Regions from separate parts of the Mus musculus genome. Here region 2 is linked to region 1. Evidence: chromatin contacts called from public HiChIP or PLAC-seq data. All regions are on one chromosome and are shown on one strand. Each heading gives the region's core, a stretch centred on a gene start, on an enhancer-like site or on the middle of the called end of the contact. The rest is flanking DNA. Distances are from core to core; before and after follow the strand shown.

What was found. HiChIP or PLAC-seq counts read pairs in DNA pulled down with a chosen protein or histone mark.
Region 2: a contact with region 1 is called in a FOXA1 HiChIP or PLAC-seq map of pancreatic cancer cells. The contact joins two enhancer-like sites. A contact is called at or near these places in 3 of 39 promoter capture datasets (liver and pre-B cells), 1 of 115 datasets of contacts at active chromatin or transcription factors (pancreatic cancer cells) and 1 of 9 other capture datasets (liver).

What each region holds. Positions count from the first base shown.
Region 1 is chr11:53,460,511-53,464,706 of GRCm38.p6, forward strand. It overlaps Shroom1 (shroom family member 1), which reads left to right. Exons shown (of 8, transcript NM_027917.3): 2 at 2,713-3,683; 3 at 3,765-3,820. The coding sequence starts at 2,745. Among named protein-coding and RNA genes, the nearest start is that of Shroom1, 5.4 kb to the left of the region's middle. Within about 2 kb of position 1,326, at least 31 of the 459 cell types and tissues checked have an H3K27ac peak or open chromatin away from gene starts, as enhancers often do. A contact at or near this core is called in pancreatic cancer cells, where this site is marked.
Region 2 is chr11:55,235,814-55,240,202 of GRCm38.p6, forward strand. It overlaps Slc36a1 (solute carrier family 36 (proton/amino acid symporter), member 1), which reads left to right. Exons shown (of 11, transcript NM_153139.4): 11 at 1-517. Among named protein-coding and RNA genes, the nearest start is that of Slc36a1, 34 kb to the left of the region's middle. Within about 2 kb of position 1,253, at least 11 of the 459 cell types and tissues checked have an H3K27ac peak or open chromatin away from gene starts, as enhancers often do. A contact at or near this core is called in pancreatic cancer cells, where this site is marked.

The sequences.
Region 1 (4,196 bases), core at 76-2,575:
AAAGATTAGGAAGAGAGGAGTTGGAGAGCTGGCTGAGTTAGTAAGTCACCTGCTGTATGAACATGCAGACCTAACCTTGACTCCCCTGCACCCAAGTGAAGAGTAGGGTGCTGTTGCTGGGTAGGGGGGAGGAGAAGAGACAGGGGAATTCTTGAAACTCATTGGCCAGTTAGCCTAGCTAAATGATGTTCAGTAAAAGAGCCTGTCTCAGCCAGGCAGTGGTGGCACACACCTTTAACGAGGCCAGCCTGGCCTACAGAGTGAGTTCTAGGACAGCCAGGGCAACACAGAGAAACCCTGTTTAGAGAAAGAAAAAAAGACAAAGCAAAACAAAGAGCCTGTTACAAAAAAGTAGGGTAAACCAAGCTTGGTGGTGTATGTCTTTAATCCTGGCACTTGGGAGGTAGAGGAAAGTGGATCTCTGAGTGTTCAAGCCCATCCTGGTTTACTTAAAAAGTTCCAGGACAGTCAAGGCTACATAATTGAGAGACCCTTTCTCAAAAAAAAAAAAAAAAAAAAAGTGAAAAGAGGCAGAGGAAGATATTAGACATCCACCTCTGGCTTCCAATGTACACACCTGTGCATATACCACACACATCCGATAACCTATTTATTTGTTTATTTTTATTGTTTTTTTGAAACAGGACTTCTCTGTGTAGCTCTGGCTGTCCTGGAACTTGCTCTGTAGACCAGGCTGGGCTCTAATTTAGAAAGATCCGCCTGCCTCTGCTTCCCACGTGCTGGAAGTAAAGGTGTGTGCCGCTACTGCCTAGCCAAAAAAAAAAAAAGTTTCTAAAGAAAAGAAAACGTAGGAAGAGAGAGAAAGCGAGCGCACTGGTGTCTAAGCAGCCAGGGTAGGCCTTTTAGAGGAGTTGCCTATTTTCTTAGAGGCTGTCACTCAGTTGGTAGCTTCTTACCCTCCTGTGGCCTTTGTGAAAAGATCACCAGCCCTGAGTGTAAAGACTAACCAACAGGGCTGGCCTTGTTGTACATGAAGAGTCAGTCACCCAGTGTGGTCACATCAAGAGTCTGGCCCTAGGTCTAGTGGAGGCTCACTTGCCTCTCCACTTTAGGAAGGCTTTATGCTCCTGGCCCCACTCCCAGCAATGTGTTGACTACTGCATCCCAGAGAGATTTGCCCACCTGTATTCCAAAGTGTCTGGGAAGCTCAAATGAGCCTGCTTTGGGACCACACCCCCAGTGTGTGCCACCCTATTCTCTGCACCCTAACCAAGCAGGTCAAGGAAGACAACCTTCCAACATAGGTCACTGGGAGTCACAGATCCTCAAACCTCAGAGCTGCTCTCAGCCAATCCCAGCGCAGCCACACAGGCCTTCCCCCTTGCTCTGCCTCCTGGCACTGGGGAGAGATCAATTTCCAGCCAGTCCTGCTTGCCTGCAGGCTCTGTTTCTTCCTGATAACGCATGAGTAACCTGGTTAAACCCGTGGTGGCCAGGGCCTCCTCAGCCATTCTGTTGCTTTCCCCAGAAAAGACTAATAGGGAGGGGAGAAGGGGGCGGGGAAGACAGTAAACCTCCTCTTTTCTACCAAGGCCACCCCTCTACCAACTCCCCATGCCTCCGTCTGTCCCCTTGCCAGTCACCAACTATTTATTTAACATTGACTACATGCCAGGGCTGGTGCCAGGCACTGAGTGACATATAAAGGCAGGGCCTGTCCCCAGGACACTCAGGGGGTGGGAATGGGAGGAGGAAATAAAAAACAATGGCAGAGTAGGGGTGATGAGTGACCCCCCCCCCCAAAGAACCCCATGACCTCCAAGCTGAGTCCTGTGGGTGTAGCATGAGAGAGGTGGGTGTCTGATGAAGCTCCCTAGACAGAAGACATAGTTGCGGGCCCACCCAATGTATTATTATGGAATTTATGGCACTTGAAGTTGACTTATTTCACACTTTGACTGTGGGTTTTCTTGGAGAAAGAGGGACCATGGCAAGGGCTTTGGCCAGGGTTTGCCTCTAGGAAATTAATTTTGGCTGCAGTGAACTTGGAGACATGCCTCGATTCTAGGCAGGGCTCTGCCACTTACGACCTGTGTGTGTCTCTGGGCCGGGTCACTTCCTCCTCAGAACCGCGGGGTTCTCATCTGAAAAAAAAAAAAAAGGCACCTAGGGGGTTGAGGACTAAGATGAGTATTTATGCTACACACCTGGACCATAAAGGGCACAGAATGGGGGTGGACAAATTGAGAAGCTGTCGCTGCTCCTGCCTTGCCTCTGGCATTCCTTTTCTGGGCTCCTCTGTGATCTCAATGTTCTTGATCATTGTTTATCAGGAAAAGATCAAACATAGACGCTAACAGAATGGCCAGGAAGCAGCCTGGGTGGGACTGGAGTTTGAGCATGTGCCTGGTCTCAGCACGGCAGGAGTGTCCGAGCAGAGGTACCACTAGGGAAGCCCTGGCAAGGGAGTGGATCTACTACGTCAGAACTAAGGTTCCTAACTAACGCCCAGACTTGCGCGCATCCTATTGCCCAGACCGTGTCAACCTCAAGAGTTTCTCTACCATTCTGATGAGAAAGAAGATGCCAGAGCTAGGAACCCTGTGACCGGGGAGGGCACGTGTAAGCCCCCAGTTCTCCTCGGCAAAGGAGCCAGCAGGTTGTCCTAGCCCTTACCTGAACTCTTCACTCACCAACCCATCTATGTTTTGATTTTTTTGTTTTTTTGTTCTTTTCGGCCCCCACCACCAGGTCTGCCAACTCCAATTTCCAACTGTATAAGCATGGAGGCCCTGGGTACTGGGAGAGACCGCACCTCCCAGGCCTCAGCCACTGAAAGCCTGGACTTGCGACGGTTGTCCACGCGCGCCGACTCTGCCTACAGCTCTTTCTCCACGGCGTCTGGTGATCCTGAGACGCGCACTCCGTCCCCTGGCACCGAGCGCCTCCCTTACCTAGACTGGGACTACGTGCGAGTGGTTTGGGGCAGCCAATCTCCTACCTCGAAGGACGCTGTCCTTTCAACGACTCAGCGACCTGTGCAGGCAGTCGCTGGGCACAGTGACCCACGGTCCCCAGAGGTCCAGGGAAGCCCGGGACCACTAAACAGACAAGACACCCCACTGCTGTACGCGCTGGCCGCGGAGGCTGAAGCTACAGCTCACACCGCAGAGCCGCCCAGCCCGCCAGCCTCGCGGGACGCCTACCGCCAGCGGTTGCAGGGTGCACAGCGACGAGTGCTGCGGGAGACGTCCTTCCAGCGAAAGGAGTTTCGCATGAGCCTGCCGGGCCGCCTGCGTCCCGCAGTCCCCACGCGACTTCCCACGGCGCACGTGCGCTCCGCCTCCAGCAGCCAGGAGCTGGGAGAAGAGGAGCCGGCGCGCACCGCTGTCCCAGCGCTAGCTGCTGCTGGCCGGGGGCGTCTCTCCAGCCAGCAGCGGCAGTGCTGCTTCTCTGAGCCAGGCAAATTACATCGCGTAGGTTGGAGCGGTGGGCCCACTGGTGAGGACTTGAGAAAAGATTATTCCACGCAGGAGTTGCAGCGTGGGATGCACGCAAAGTCCAAAGGGCTGCTGGAGACTCAGTCCCTAAGCTCAACGGAGCTGAATTCCGGGCCAGCGGATCTTGGCAATGCCCATAGACCTGCGGGTCGGAGTCAGAGTGTTTCAGGCGAGGTCATGGGTCCCTGCAAGGGTTCAGAAAGGACTGTGGCCACTGTCCAGGTATGGAAGATAAAGGACGTCGACTGGTGGGGGAGGGCGGCATCTGGGAGACTGTTTCAGACCACTGTTTCCCTGTTCTAGGCTGTTCCTCAAAGAGCAGACATCCGCAGACCACTGCTTCACACCAAGCTTTCCAGGTGAGAGATAAGGGACACTCTTGGAGTCAACTTTCACGGGTCTTGATTTAAAAAGGAATCACAGGTCCCATATCCATTACTTTTCCTATTGTTGAGAACAATTTTTTTTCTTTTGAAGATTTATTTATTTATTTTATGTGTATGCATACACTATAGCTATCTTCAGACTCACCAGAAGAGGGCACTTGGATCCCATTACAGATGGTTGTGAGCCACTATGTGGTTGCTGGGATTTGAACTCAGGACCTCTGGAAGAGCAGTCAGTACTCTAAACCTCTGAGCCATCTCTCCAGCCCCGTGAACAAATTCTTAAGAATGGAGACTTGAAGAAGAAATATTTATTTTGGCTCGCGGTTGAAGAGAGTGGAGTCCATCC
Region 2 (4,389 bases), core at 3-2,502, 1.8 Mb after region 1:
GCCAGCTTCCGTCTGGCCGGTGTCTTCTTTTTCTGTGTGTCCCGAGCCATTCACTGGTCAGAGACATTAAACCGTGCTCATAAGCAGTTATCAAAAAAAAGCAGCAGAAAATGAGGCTGGAAGGAGCCTGGTGTTTACCCTGTTCTTTGGTTTAAATCAAGCCGATGTTGAAGAAGCTGGAATTTTTTTTTTATGAATAATAAAATCCCACGTCTATATCGTAAAGCTGTCAGTATATGTTGAAATCAAGGAACGAGAGAACTGCCCTACAGAGAGTCTTAACAGCCAGACAGTACCGTGTGCTGGCGCCTACCTGGATGTGCATTGCGTACACGCGTGGGGCATGTCAGAGCTTCAGATGTGCATTGCGAACATGCATGGGTCATGTCATAGCTTCAGATGTGCATTGTGTACATGTGTGGGTCATGTCAGAGCTTCTAGGTCTCATTTGGGTTGCACATATGGATCTTGTGTTAAATTTCCACTTCAATAAATGAATTTTATTTTTTATTTTTGAGAGGTTGCAAACTGTGTCTTTGTTTTCACACTTCAGGGAAAAAAAATCACTGAGTTAGGACAATCTGACAAAGGGACAGGGGTCTGAGAAAGGGAAAGCAACCCTGTTTCCCTAAACCACTTCGATATTCTCCCGAAATCCTGGGTCGCCTTCTGCATATACCAGTGGGTAGTTTTAGGGATCAGCTTGGTTTTTCAGTCAAATATGAGCCTGGGTGTTTGCAAATGTTAACATTTAGAGCAGTTGACAAAGTAAAGATTACCCTTGCTAGTGTGGGTGGCTTCATCACATCCAAAAGTTCTTAAACCGTGGCCTCCCTGAGGAGGAATCCTATCTCCAGACCACAAGACCAGCTTCTCAGCTTCCACACTTGAGTGGAGACCAGCCCTAGGAACTGTACACCTGTCAGCCACAGCTAAGCTAGTTCTCCTTTGAAATTTGTTTCTATATTCTCTCTCTCTCTCTCTCTCTCTCTCTCTCTCTCTCTCACACACACACACACACATACACACACACACAGAGAGAGAGAGAGAGAGAGAGAGAGAGAGAGAGAGAGAAAGAGAGAGAGAGAATTTACCTACATTAACTGAAATGCCTACTGAGTCACCAGGCAGAATAAATAATTAGGTCACAATTGCATGTGTGGCCAACCACTCATGTTCCTTGTCTGGTGCATGACTGTGTGTGCACACATACACTGAGTCAACCCAAGGTCCCAAAGAAAGAGCCAGTCAGTCTTTACAGGCCACCAGCTGGTACAAGGAACCACAACACAGCAGGGGGCACAAGGAACTAGAACACAGCAGGGGTCGGTACCAGAGTTCCTGTGCTTCTCCTGGTACCTGCCTCTTCCCTTTGCTTACAGCCTCAGCCAGGAGGGTGAAGGGAGTGTCAGAAGGATGCGGGGCTTAGAAAACTGAAGGGAGTCAACACTTATTTACATGATCGTCTGCATCAAGGCTCCATTCCTATGTAATGGCTATAATTCAAACCCCAGATCTCCAAGTTCTTCAAGGTAAGCCCTGCTCTGCTGGAGACATGCGTATGACTGACAGTGAGCTGACCGGTATGACTGACAGTGAGCTGACCCGGCTTTCCTAGGTAGGCAGCCTCTTCATTTCTGCCCTTTGCAGATGTGCTTGGAGACCGTGAATCTTGAATGGTACATTTGTCCTAGACCAGCAGCTCTCAGTCTCCTTTCGGAGATGGGAGGTTGAATGACCCTTTCACAAGAGTCCCCCTAAGACCAATGGAACACACACGCATTTACATCATGAATCATAATAGTACCAAAAATACAGTTATGAAGTAGCAACAAAAATAATTTTATGGTTGGGGTCACCACAACACGCAGAACTGTATTAAAGGGTCGCAGCATTAGGACGGTTGAGAACCGCTCTCATAGACCATGGTCTCCCTCATCTTTTTAAATAGATTGAATTCTGATCTACATATAGCAAAATTTGCCTATTTTTCAATGTGCAGCTTGGTGAGACCATATCAATAAAAATGTCGAAGGTTGGGGCTGGAGGAATGGCTCAGTGGTTAAGAGCACTGACTGCTCTTCCAAAGGTCCCGAGTTCAAATTCAGCAACCACATGGTGGCTCACAACCATCCATAATGAGATCTGATGCCCTCTTCTGGTGTGTTGGGAGACAGCTACAGTGTACTTAACATGTAATAAATAAATAAATCTTTAAAAAGAAATGTAGATGGTTGCCTTCTAAAATATATTGTGATAATATGCATATATATGTGTGCAAGTGTGCACACCTAGATGTTGGGTATCCTGCTTACTCCCTGGAGACAAGATTTCTCACTGAACCTGGAGCTAGGCTGGATGTTAGCCAAATCCGGAAATTCTCTAGTCTGCCCCTATGACACAGGCTGTAAGCATGTATGTCCATACCTTAGGTTTTAATGTGGGTTCTGGGTATCTGAACACAGGTCTTCACGCTTGTGCAGAAAACATTCTTACCCACTGAGCCACCTCCCATCTCTCCATTCTACTCTGCCCTTGGCCCTGGAGCAAAGGTGTGCGGATGTGTGGACTACTCAGAGGCTGGCTGCCTTTTCAATGGTAATGGTAGAATCATGTTTTGAGACGTTATGTCAATGACAATCAACAGTTTTCTATATAGCATCTTATTTAAAGGGAAAGAAACTTCTGGCAATAGCTCCTTTGCACATAGAGACATTAGAGGGTTTTTAAAAATGTGTCTGGGATTCACATTTTCTAACTAGCCAGGACTCGCCTCCTGAGACCCCTGGTTCCTGCCTCCCACCACTCTCACCATGCCTCATTTGCTTCATCTCCTTTAGAGGGCACAGAGAAGTTTCTCACCCCCAAGACCTGCTGGGTGCCCTGAGTCTTCACATCATTACTTGTGCCTGACCTAGCAGGCTGCCCTTGTCTATGCCCAACCTGGGACTCAACTTTTTTGCTGTTGTTGTTTTGTTTCTTTGAGGCAGGGTTTCTTTGGGTAGCCCTGGCTGTCCCGGAACTCACTTTGGAGATCAGGCTGGCCTCAGACTCCGAGAGATTCACCTGCCTCTGCTTCCCAAGTCAGGATTCAGTTTGTCTCTGGAATCTTCCCTGGCTAATTTGGTGGAAATTTATGGCTCCTCCCTCAGCTCTGTGTTGTTATCTGATTAGCCTCAGGCCTAGCTGTGCTAGGGAGATGTGGCTCCATCAGCCCTCCATGGCCTTACAGGTACCTCAGCTGCAGATTCAACCCAGTGAACACAGGAAACATTGCACTTAATATCAAGTATAGACGGGCTTTGTGGTTCCCTCACCTCTCATCCACGTGACTGACCTCAGGCGTGAGAAATAATCTAGAGAGGACAGACAGTATGTACGAAGACCTGTTTAGGTCACAGGCAAATCGCACACTTTTACACCAGGGACTAAACCTTCTACAGAGTTTGGTAACCTTGGCAAGTCCGGGAACCAATGGCGTGGATGATGAGAGTCTCTGTACTCGGCTGCTTGCCTCACTGCTAAACTGCTGAGGGCATTGGCTAAGTGAGCGTCTCTCCCCTCAGCGTCTGACCTAGGGTTGAGCCTGTCCCTGAGGCTTCAGTGTCGCCTAGAGTGTGTGGTGTCCTGCACAGGCAGGTTGACTTCCTAGTGTTTTTCAGTTTCACGTTAACCTCACCAAGCAATTTCTTTGGCTGGACCTTGGAGGCTTATCAGAGAATCCAAGAAAATTCTAGGCTGTCTTTGACAAATCAAGTCCAAGAGGGCGCCTATGTATTTCAGGAAGCTGTGAGGCTGTCAGTCAGCACGGGGTCAGTGCATAACACAGTGGCAGCTCACTAACTCACCATATCACTGTGAACTCACCATATCCTACAGTGACAGTGATTCTCTCCTTGCACTGAAGCAGCTGTGGGCCCTGGATAAGTCACTCCCTACCCTAGAACGTCATGTCTGATCTTCTTTCCCAGTCAGATCTTTGAGACTCTCTCTTATCTTCAGCTCAAAATGACATAGACTTCTCTGGCTGAGTCCCTCTAGCATAATTCCAAACCTTAAGGCTCTGGTTGTGGCATCCAGTTCCTTCCAAGATCTCCTGTGTCTTTATATTTCCAGTGAGCACAGTCACTCTTTCTAGAAATCCTTGATAACCCTGGGGCTGACTCTGTGTGAGCCCTCCCCAAACACACACACACACACACACACACACACACACCAGCATCCCCACACAGGAGGAGTCTTCTGTTGCTTGAATCTTGTCGAGCTGTGTCTCTATCTTCCCCTCAGCAGGAATTTCCCCCCTGCCTGCCTCCTGCAGCCCCTCAGATGACATGCTGGGGGTCCTTGCTCTGTTCCCTTCCTTCAGACCCCCTCCTTCTTGCTGTGTTC